Regions from separate parts of the Mus musculus genome. Here all the other regions are linked to region 3. A link is a contact called in public HiChIP or PLAC-seq and promoter capture Hi-C data. All regions are on one chromosome and are shown on one strand. Each heading gives the region's core, a stretch centred on a gene start, on an enhancer-like site or on the middle of the called end of the contact. The rest is flanking DNA. Distances are from core to core; before and after follow the strand shown. Region 1 holds the start of Tmem8b (transmembrane protein 8B). Region 2 holds the start of Arhgef39 (Rho guanine nucleotide exchange factor (GEF) 39). Region 3 holds the start of Dnajb5 (DnaJ heat shock protein family (Hsp40) member B5).

Region 1 (3,204 bases), core at 669-3,168, 720 kb before region 3:
AGCTCACCAACATGCAAGAGTGAATGCATGGCACACATGCACCATTCCCAGGTCCCTGTTATACACACAAGTACACAGTCCCCACACGTCTCTGCAGGCCTACGACCCTCAGATGGCACTGATCTCAGGCTGTACACTGAGCAGACCCACTGAGATCATTGAAAACCCCTGCCACCCACAGCTGCAGCTAGCTGTTATTGCCAAAGACAGTTGGGACAATCTCTCGATACAGAGCCACTCAGCAAAGGTGGCTTGGGGCTAAGACCTTGAACACTAGCCATTTCCTGATGGGACCACCTCTGCCCCTTAAGCTAGGCCCCTCTCTGCTTCTCTCATTCTGACCATTAAGAGGCTGGGCGGCTCTACTAACCAGCCAAGGGGCTTCCTGAACTAGATACAAGTGAGAAACAGTTTATGAAAGAGATTATGCCTTGGGTCAATGGAGGAATACTTCAATCGGGTATTGTAGTCAGAGGAAGAGGGGAGGGAGACAACCACTATGTCACGGGAATTAGGAAACCTTTTTTTCTAGCTCCACTATTGCCATCTATGTAGAACACAACTTTGAACTGCTCCCTGCCTGAGCCTCAGTTTCCTCATCTGCAGAATTGTGCTGAGGTTCAGTCATGCTTTAAACGTATCAAAAACTATCCTTAGCCCAGCTATGATTGCTTAGGGAAAGACCCAGCACAAGAAGAAAGAGTAAATAACCCATGTCCATCTATATAATGCAACATATTGTCTTCAAAACTGCTTTTCAGCCCTTTTTTCTTTTAATGCGTGTTTGTTATCTCAAAGTTTTAGGCTACAGTGTCTCCATATCTCAGGTTACAATAAAAGCTTTTACTATGTCCTCTCCATAAAACTTTGGAAACAAAAGGAGCAAAGTCCCCAAGACTTCCCAGGGTAAGCCAGACTCAAGGAGTCAGGATGGACACCGGGAAAGGAGATCTCCATCTCTTGAGGACTATTAGCAACCTGCTGAACTACCTGAGAGTCCCTGCCTCACCACTCTTAAAGGCTGCAAATCCATCTCTTGTGTAAGCCCCCTTCTTGCTCTTCCCCTCCAACACACACACATTTCTTCCCCCAGTGACCGAGCTCACCAAGTCCCACCTCTCCCGACTCTTTCCAAGCTATCCCTCCCTGGAACCCCATCCGGTCTCAATCCTTTCCGCTTCTCCACTCACCAGCCCCTGGACCAAGGACAGAAAACAGCAACAGCAGCAATAGGGCTGGTGGCAGCTGGAGCCCAGACCTGAGTCGAGGCTGGGAGAGGGGTAGAGTATGAGAGAGGCGGGGACCCAGTGGAAGAGACTTGGGCAAACATAGAGATGGGGGCAAAGACTGGGCTTTTTTTGGGTGGCGCTGAACTGAGCACCGGGGCTCAAACAAGGGCAGAAGGTGTGATGGAAGGAGTGGGTGTGATGGAGATTGAAGCAAGGGCTGTGGCTGGGCCAGGGGCTTAAGCAAACGCGGGGAATGGGACAGGGTCAGATGCTGGGCTGGGAATTGTGACAAGGGGTGGAACAAGGGCCGAGGCGGAGATAGCGGCCAGGCTGGGGGCAGGGACCGGGGTTGAAGCGGGGACCTGGACCTGGACATTCGCTGGGACACCGGCCGGGGCCTGGACAGGTTTGGGAAGCGGGGCGAGGGCGTGGCCGGAGGCCAAGGCTGAAATTGGGATAGGATGAGGGGCCGGGACAAGGGCTGGGCCATGGCCCGGGGCGGGGGCGGGGCCGGCCAGGCCAGCACGGGACGCTCGTAGAGCTGACCCGCGGCTCCGCTCCCCACCCCCGGGGGGTGGCCTCTGGCGTCCTCGCGGGCTCGGGGCTGGGGCCGGGGCCGGGGCCGGGGCCGGGACCTGGGGAGGAGTTCAGGCCTGGGCGACTCCGGGCTGCGCTGAACCGGCGTTAACCAGGCCCCGCGGCGGCCGCGGCGTGACGCTCGCCTGACGCTCCGCCCCGCGCCCCATGCGATTGGCCGCTCTCAGCAAAGCCCGCCCCTACCCAATTCTATTGGCCTCTAACTGAAGCCTGCTGCGCTGCCTACCTTAGAGCCTCTGTCTCAAGCCTCACCGCCCGGCCCTGGGTCACCTCTCAGGTCCACATCTCCCAGTGAACGCGGCTCACATACTGTACAGAAACCTTCCAGAAATTCACAAAACCAGGCTCCTCTCGGGCCGTGTTCCTCCCATTCCTAGGTCTGCACAGCCTACAGAGAGACTCACTCAACTCTGATCCCAACTAGATCCAAAGCAGCCCTCTCAGGAAACCTCACCCACGCCCGGAGATGACGAGAAGACTTCTGTTGCCCTGGAGACTACTTGGCATTTCTGTTGCCCTGGGGATCGAAGCCTGTCCTGGGTTCTAGAGCGCATCCTTCATTGGCCCTGGACCTCTCTTCTTCCTTCCCTTTACTGCCTTTATCAACTGGGGCCAGAGTCCCTTTGCTAAGGTCTGCAGGTGCCTACGCCTTCCCAAACAAACTTAACAAGGCCTCTCAGTTAGCACCTACAGCCTGGCTCATCAACAGCAAAACCATTCCGTAGGTCAGAATCAATACTTCCCCCTCCAACCCAGGTAAAGATCCTGACCTAAGGACTTGGGATCACCAAGCCCAAGCAGAGAGGTAGGTAGTTTTTCAAACAGCCCTCCACCCCAGCCCTTTACCCTGCCACTTTTCCTAATACCATCTGTCCTTCCCCGCTCGTCCTCTACTTTTTGTCCGCGTTCTCACCCACTTTCTCGTCATCCTCCCTCTGCCCCTTTGCTAGTTTGCCCTGTAGAAAGACCCCAGGGAAAGTAATTACTTTTTTAAAAAACAAACCTTTAATTTTATTTTATGTGTATGGGTGTGTTTGCCTGCGTGTATATTTGTACACCACATGAGTACAGTGTCTGTGGAGGCTGGAAGAGAGGGTCAGAGCCCTTGGGACTAGAATTACGGGCGGTCGTGAGCAGCCATGTTGAGAATTAAACCCAGGTCTTCTGCTGAGAGATCGCTCTAATGAGCTTAAGATGCAATATCTCAAGGTAGCTAATACTGTCTCTGAGACACGGGACACACTACAGATCAGAGAAACACGTGAATCCTTAAGTAGCTCTTACAAATGATGATAGACTTGTACAGATGACAGGGTCTGTGTTGGAAGCCCGAGTGGTGGCACTGGCCTGTAATTTCAGTACCTGGGAAGTAGAGGCA
Region 2 (3,185 bases), core at 450-2,949, 560 kb before region 3:
TCAGCTTTGCTTGTTTTCTCTAATGTTATTTTCTGTTTGGCTTTGATTTCTAATTGTCAAGCCTGTGGACAGTAGTTTCCCTATCCCCTGTGTTTCTCATCAGTTTAGCTATCACCAGTCAGAGCCAGTTCACCCTCAGCTCCCTCCATCTATGTTCATTGTTCACTGGGCAAGCCACCAACCTTCCTCCGAGATTTCTTCCAAATGGGACAGCAACTGTTCGTAAGCACTGTTTTCTTCTGGGCTCTCCTGCAGGGGTGAACACGGGATATAGTACAAGGCCAATTGATACCCATTTCTAGGACTACAGCTGGAAGCCTGGGCATGGGATGGGGTTCCCATAGTCTTTCCCCGTTCCTCACCTCTAAGGATGCTGGGGAATATACAATCTTATTCAAGTTCTATTACTCTTGCTTTGCAAATGAATTAGCAATGGCAAACTGAAGGGGAGAAAGTTTCCCAGGCTGCCTGGCCCTCAAGATCTAGGTCCATCGTTTCACTCATCACTATTTACACTCTCTCTCTCTCTCTCTCTCTCTCTCTCTCTCTCTCTCTCTCTCTCTCTCTCGCACACACACACACACACACACACACACACACGCCGTGGTTTCCTGAAGAAGACCATCATGTATGTTATACTTGTACTGCCTTTGCGTTCACTTTAATAACTCACGCCTGCCCGCCTGCTCCTGAGGAACTTCCCTGAACTTTGTGCTGTGAATGTCACACTGGTAAGTCTCATAGGCGTCCTCACTTCCTGGCTTCCTCCCACCTTGGAGTGTACGTTCTTGATTATTACAGGTACAAAGAGGTCACTGAATACTGCACTTCATGAAGGGGAAGTGAGGGGCCACAGAAGCAGCAGAGAAATGGCTCTTCCCAGGGCATAGCTTGTTGCTGTGGCACTCCCTAACTGGTCCATACTCCAGCCTTGCTCACGCTGACCTCTCTCTGTGCAGTATTCCTCCTTGTTTCCCATCAGTGAAAGATTTAAGTTTCGCCTCCTCTGTGGCCATTATTTTTTCCGTGTTCGTCACTTATGACTGTCAAGACAGCCTTCCTCCTAAAGGAAGCCTTGTGTTAGTCTGCTTCCTGGTTCCCTGCTGGTGCTGAGTGAATGAACAAAGGAGTGAATGGGGCTGAGAGCTAATTGACCAGCTTGCGCTTGTGCTTGGAATGGTGTCTCTGCTAGCCAGATGCATGAACCCACAGGACGTGAATGTCAAATAGGGTACCTGCAGAAAGGCAGCCAAAACTGCCAGGCCTCCTGGGCGGCCCAAGGCTTCATGAAGTTCGGAGAAAGCAGTACTGAGGTGCACCACGTGGATCTAGAGAGGATGGAAGGATCAGATAGTGGCCAGACCTCTGATCATACCCTCTTGCTTCTTCTTGGGACAGCCCAGTCCCCACCTCAGCAGGGAAACGGTGACCATTGACTGTGTGTTCTGAGCCTGGGTGATCTGAAGTTCCCCAGTGTAGATGCAACTGCAAGGCCCGGTATTCCTGCCCAGGTCCCAGAGCCATCTTCAGCCCCGGCGGCAGAGTCAGCTGTACTGCGTGGGGAGTGGCAAGTGAGAAGTCTACCCACACGTGAGCGTGAGCACCAGCAGAACTCCTAAGTGCACAGCTTGATTGCCACTCCCCTCCATAGGTCCCGCCCCAGACACCTCACCCGTGTGGCCATTGTTGGATAGGCTCAGTTCCGGGAGAGGCTGGAGCTCATAACCCAGAAGTTCCAGGGGTTGCAGAGTGCGGCAGAATGCGGTGCGCTCCAGGCGGATGTCTACCGGGGACTGAAAGCGGCCAGCACAGGCTGGGGACACCTGGGGCCAGAGTAGGGTGCCTGGGATGAGAGGAAAAGGTGCAAGAAGTCTAGCGATTTGGACAAGAACCGTTAGGATAAGTGAGGGGTGGAGTCAGGACGCTTGGGGTGGGAGGAAGGGGGGGCGCTCCAGGGACTGGCGTGGGGGAGTGCGGGGCGCGGGAGGGGGGCCATAGAGTAGGACCTGGGTCCAGTCTAGGGCTACTACTGGGAATGTTGGTGCGGCAGATCACCAGGGCTGGGCTCCCAGATTGGGTCTGTGTAGCCGGCCGTGTCTTACCTCCATAGCTCCAATGACTGTGGCCACCCCCTGCATAAATGAGAAGAATTAATAAGCCCACTCTTACAGCCCAGTCCCTTCCCAGTGCCCAGAATAAAAAAATATTCCCTCCCGCTCTGGCAGGGGGCCTCACAGCCCCGGATGTCTTACAAGAGTGTTGCACGTAATAGAAAGGAATGTAGCAAGGCTGGTGTGAAGCACAGTGGACTACCACCAGCTGGGACTCCGCCACCGCCACCATCACTGCAGGAGCCATCAGTAGCCCTACCGATAGTTTGCAAACTAGGGTCTGTAGGCACGGCTTCAGTTTGAGATCCAAATCATCGTTCTTTTTCCCTTACTCACCCACCTTCCCACTCATCTCTCTTTCCTGTCTAAAGTTCCTGGCTTAGAGCCAAGCACGGTGGCGCACACACCTGAAATCCCAGAACTCGGAGGAAGAAGAAGGTAAAGGGCAGAACTAGTTCAAGGCCAATCCGATCTACACAATAAGACCTTATCTCATCCTCCGCCCCCAGAGCAAACCAAAGTTCCTCCACCTGTCTTTTCCCACACCGCAAATCATAGGTGAGTAACGGCTGTGAGCTCCTTGTGTGTCTTCCAGGAGCCCCCTTCTCTTCCCTTTTCATCTCTCTGTCTCTGTCTCTCTGTGTCTGTCTCTGTCTGTCTGTCTCTCATTCTCTCTACCTCCCTCTCTTCACACACACACACACACACACACACACACACACTTATTTTCCCCCTCTGTCCATTCCCAGTTCTATTTCCTCTTTAATTTCCCCCTATTCTCGGCTTTTTTTTTCTTCTCTCCTTTTAGGGGGGAAAGACTACCTATTAGAGTATAATTGCCGAATGCTCTCAGCTAGCATTTCGGGGAAGAGAGGGGAGTGGGGGAGGACAAGGCATAAACTTACCTGAGCCTAGATTTGGAAGTTAATGACCACTTACCTTTTTCATCCCCGTGGGAACCTTGACTGTGCTCAGGAGCCTCGGGAGTCGATAGATCCTCTAACCCAAGGGACTCCTCCATCCTGTCTTCAGAATTAACTTCAGGTGGATCCTCCCCATCGGGTGGATCCGCCT
Region 3 (2,916 bases), core at 74-2,573:
TGGGTTGGGAGGGAGAACCTAAGAGCTGAAATATTGGAGATATTCGTGGAAACATGAGTTTGAGAGAGAGATGAATGACATGGGGTACAATTCATTCAAAAGTACAGGTGAGGTCAAGGGGACTCATGCACATACCGGGGGGAGATGAGGATGACAGGGAGGAAGGAAGGAGGCAATGCAGGGAATGGCTGATGTGGAGAATCTGACTTGGCATGGGTATGAGCGCCCTTCTCAGGAGGGACTTACCGAAACTTTACAAACCCATTCAGCGTCCACGCTCGAAGTTTTAAGGGCTCCAGCTGAATTTTAAACATCAAGCTGGCTAAGAAGTCTTCTCCCCAGAAGTGTGGGAAGCTCCGGAAAGCTCCTCGAGCCTGCAGTGGGGGTGCTGCTGGGGGTGGGCAGGACAGCACTGTGCGCTTAAACATGCCCAGCCAAGCCCCTCACCTCTGATCGCTCCACCGGAGCCTGCTTGGGACGCTGTAGCTCTGGAAGCCACCTCCTCAGATTCCCAGAGGCCGTGACCCAGCAAGGCCTGTATCGTGCCCAGGGAGCTGGACCCGGTCCCCAGGTGTAGAGTGCAGAGAGAGGATCCAGTGGCCACCTGCTCTCAGGTGCAGCAGTGTCTGGCTGAATGATGTGAGCGCCTGTTCGGCTGTGTGACAGTGAGGCTGGCAGTGACAGTGTGTAGTTGTTGAGTGGCAGCGTGTGTACCTGTGACAGGTGTGATAGTGAGGGCCTGAGAGTCAGTGAGCTCCTCTCGCCTCTCTGGGGAGGACCCAAGCCCAATCCCCAAGAACCTACTCAATGAAGTCACTGACGGGGAGTCTCCTCCCCCGCAGATGGGCGGGGAGGGGCGGGGCAGAGCCGAGCCTGGCCCGGACAAAAGGCGCGGCAGGGAGAGGAAGGAAGGGGGTTCGCGCGGGGGAGGGGGGTCGGTGATGTCACCCCAGCTGGCTGGCTGGCCTGCTCAGAAACGCCTCCGCCCGGCGCAACCCAATCCGACCCGACCCAACCCGACCCTTGTCGCAGATACCCAGCACCTGGCAGACCCCGAGCTCCCAGGCCCCTCACCCCTACGACAGAGGAGACTATGGGCCCACGGTGTCCCAACCCCCCATACCAGGACCTCTCTTCTCGACGCCCCACTCCCGGGACCCCCGAGTCCTCGCTCAGCGCCCTCACCGGTGAGGAGCTGCGGGCGCCGCCGCGGTCCTTCTATCAGCCGCTGCCCCCTCCCCCGGCTCCGGCTCCGCCGCCTCCACTCGGGACAGGAGTCGCCTGCCCGCCGGCCGCAGACAGCGGGACCGGGAGCCCGCCCCCACGGCTCCGCCTCCGCGCTTCCCATTGCCCGGTCTATCCGTCACTCAGCTCAGACTCTTCTGTGATTGGATACCTCTCAACGAGCGTCCGGGTGATAGCCACCTCTTCTCCGCCCCTGTCACCCGGCCACACGCGCACACATTCCGGGCAGTGATTGGTGTGGGTGTGATTGGTGCCCTCTGGGATCAATCAACCACACCTCTTCTCCATCTCGTCGTGTTATTGGTGAAAAGAACATAGGGAGGCAACTCCAGGCGCCCTTTGATTTTATTGGCTGGTCCCTGTGATTTCGACCCAAGCCAGTGTGGGCAACTATATTAGTCCAGTCTCCAGTATGAGAAGGTGAGACATTCTAGCCACCGCCTGAGTCCAGGGAGAACCTTCTGGAACGAGTGCAACCTCAAAGACAACCTATTAGGAAAGCTGCACTCATCAGTTGTTGGTGACACCAGGCATTCTTTCGAGTCGAAGGAGAGGCAAAGGCTCTGGATCAGTATCCAAAGCTCATCCCTTCTTACTCGTCTTCTATCAGATTGTGATCCAACTTGACCTGGCCTGGTTTAGCTTTCCCTTGTCTTGACCTGGGATTGACCTGCCATGGTTTAACTGTAACACAAAACAGAGCCGGATAGAGCTGAGATTCTAAGTGCCCCTGTGATTATCCTCTGCGCTAGTAACTGGTAACACCTTCCTGAGTCTCTGTCCAGATGCCCTCCATCTTCAGTCCTTTCACAGCGGCTCGCTTAGGAGCAGTGGCTTCTCAGCCACTTGGAGTCCACAGTGTCCAGTTCAACCTCGTTATAAACTAACCTTCCATCTTCTCCTCGCTGCCCGCCCCCCCCCCCCGTCCTTTTTCTTACCCCCTGTGATACCTGGTCTTCCCTCACACCAAATTTCTGCCCTGTTCTGTATCTTTTTACTTCCCCCTCCATCTCCCGCCTTTTGTCTTAATTCTTAATTCAATTCCCTGCTTCCATAGTCTGCAATCTCATAGCTCATAGTTCCCCCTTTAATCTTTTACCTCAGCTTTTCATGATCCTCTTTCTTAGCACCCTCATGCACTGTCATCTCTGGCCCCCCAGCCCCCTAGTAAATCATTAAATCTCAGCCCCAGTGTCCCCGATACTCGGAGCAGGCGGGCCTGCGGAGGCGGTCGCCAGCGGAAGCCGCCGCTCCAGCAGACACCGAGCTTGGCGCCCACGTTACTGTCTCCCAGGCCCATCTGTGCTGGAGGGAGCGGGGGGGGGGGGTGGATGGGGGTAATCTGGGGGTGAAGAGGGGGAGGGGGTTCTTGGGAGATTTGGTGACAAAGGCTTGAGAAAATTCTCTCACCTTATTCTTCGCCAGTTCTCAGGACCGGATTTAGATATCTATGAGGCCATGAAGAGCAGTTGGAACTGTAAACTGAGGCTTGGAGTACCTAGGCCCCAGAATAGGGCAGGAAAGGGGACTGGGTCTTTGGGGGTGGGGGGCAAGTTCTGCATATTCTTAACAACCCTTCTTTTCCCATTGTTCCACATGAACTCCCAAGTGCAAAGGAATTTGAGTTTAAAATAGAAAAAGGAGCTAGGGTGAAAAGAGGAGTTGGGCAGA

Evidence for each region. Promoter capture Hi-C pulls out the DNA fragments that hold promoters and counts their contacts. HiChIP or PLAC-seq counts read pairs in DNA pulled down with a chosen protein or histone mark.
Region 1: a promoter capture Hi-C map of pre-B cells shows a contact between it and region 3, with 2.5 times the contacts expected there. The contact joins the promoter of Tmem8b here to the promoter of Dnajb5 in region 3. A contact is called at or near these places in 2 of 39 promoter capture datasets (the C10 cell line and pre-B cells) and 3 of 484 Hi-C or Micro-C datasets (CD4 T cells, embryonic stem cells and regulatory T cells).
Region 2: a contact with region 3 is called in an H3K4me3 HiChIP or PLAC-seq map of fetal liver, with 7 times the contacts expected there. The contact joins the promoter of Arhgef39 here to the promoter of Dnajb5 in region 3. A contact is called at or near these places in 1 of 39 promoter capture datasets (the C10 cell line) and 1 of 115 datasets of contacts at active chromatin or transcription factors (fetal liver).

The regions. Positions count from the first base shown.
Region 1 is chr4:43,668,021-43,671,224 of GRCm38.p6, reverse strand. Tmem8b (transmembrane protein 8B) reads right to left here and starts at 1,918. Exons shown (of 13, transcript NM_001368840.1): 1 at 1,191-1,918. The coding sequence starts at 1,719. Fam221b (family with sequence similarity 221, member B) reads left to right here and starts at 2,366. Exons shown (of 7, transcript NM_175517.3): 1 at 2,366-2,631.
Region 2 is chr4:43,507,261-43,510,445 of GRCm38.p6, reverse strand. It overlaps Arhgef39 (Rho guanine nucleotide exchange factor (GEF) 39), which reads left to right and starts at 1,699. Exons shown (of 12, transcript NM_001013377.3): 1 at 1,699-1,861; 2 at 2,483-2,669. It overlaps Car9 (carbonic anhydrase 9), which reads right to left. Exons shown (of 11, transcript NM_139305.2): 1 at 3,051-3,185; 2 at 2,103-2,132; 3 at 1,673-1,843; 4 at 1,411-1,553; 5 at 1,236-1,328; 6 at 183-249.
Region 3 is chr4:42,948,274-42,951,189 of GRCm38.p6, reverse strand. It overlaps Dnajb5 (DnaJ heat shock protein family (Hsp40) member B5), which reads right to left and starts at 1,323. Exons shown (of 5, transcript NM_001355438.1): 1 at 1,186-1,323; 2 at 247-714. The coding sequence starts at 428.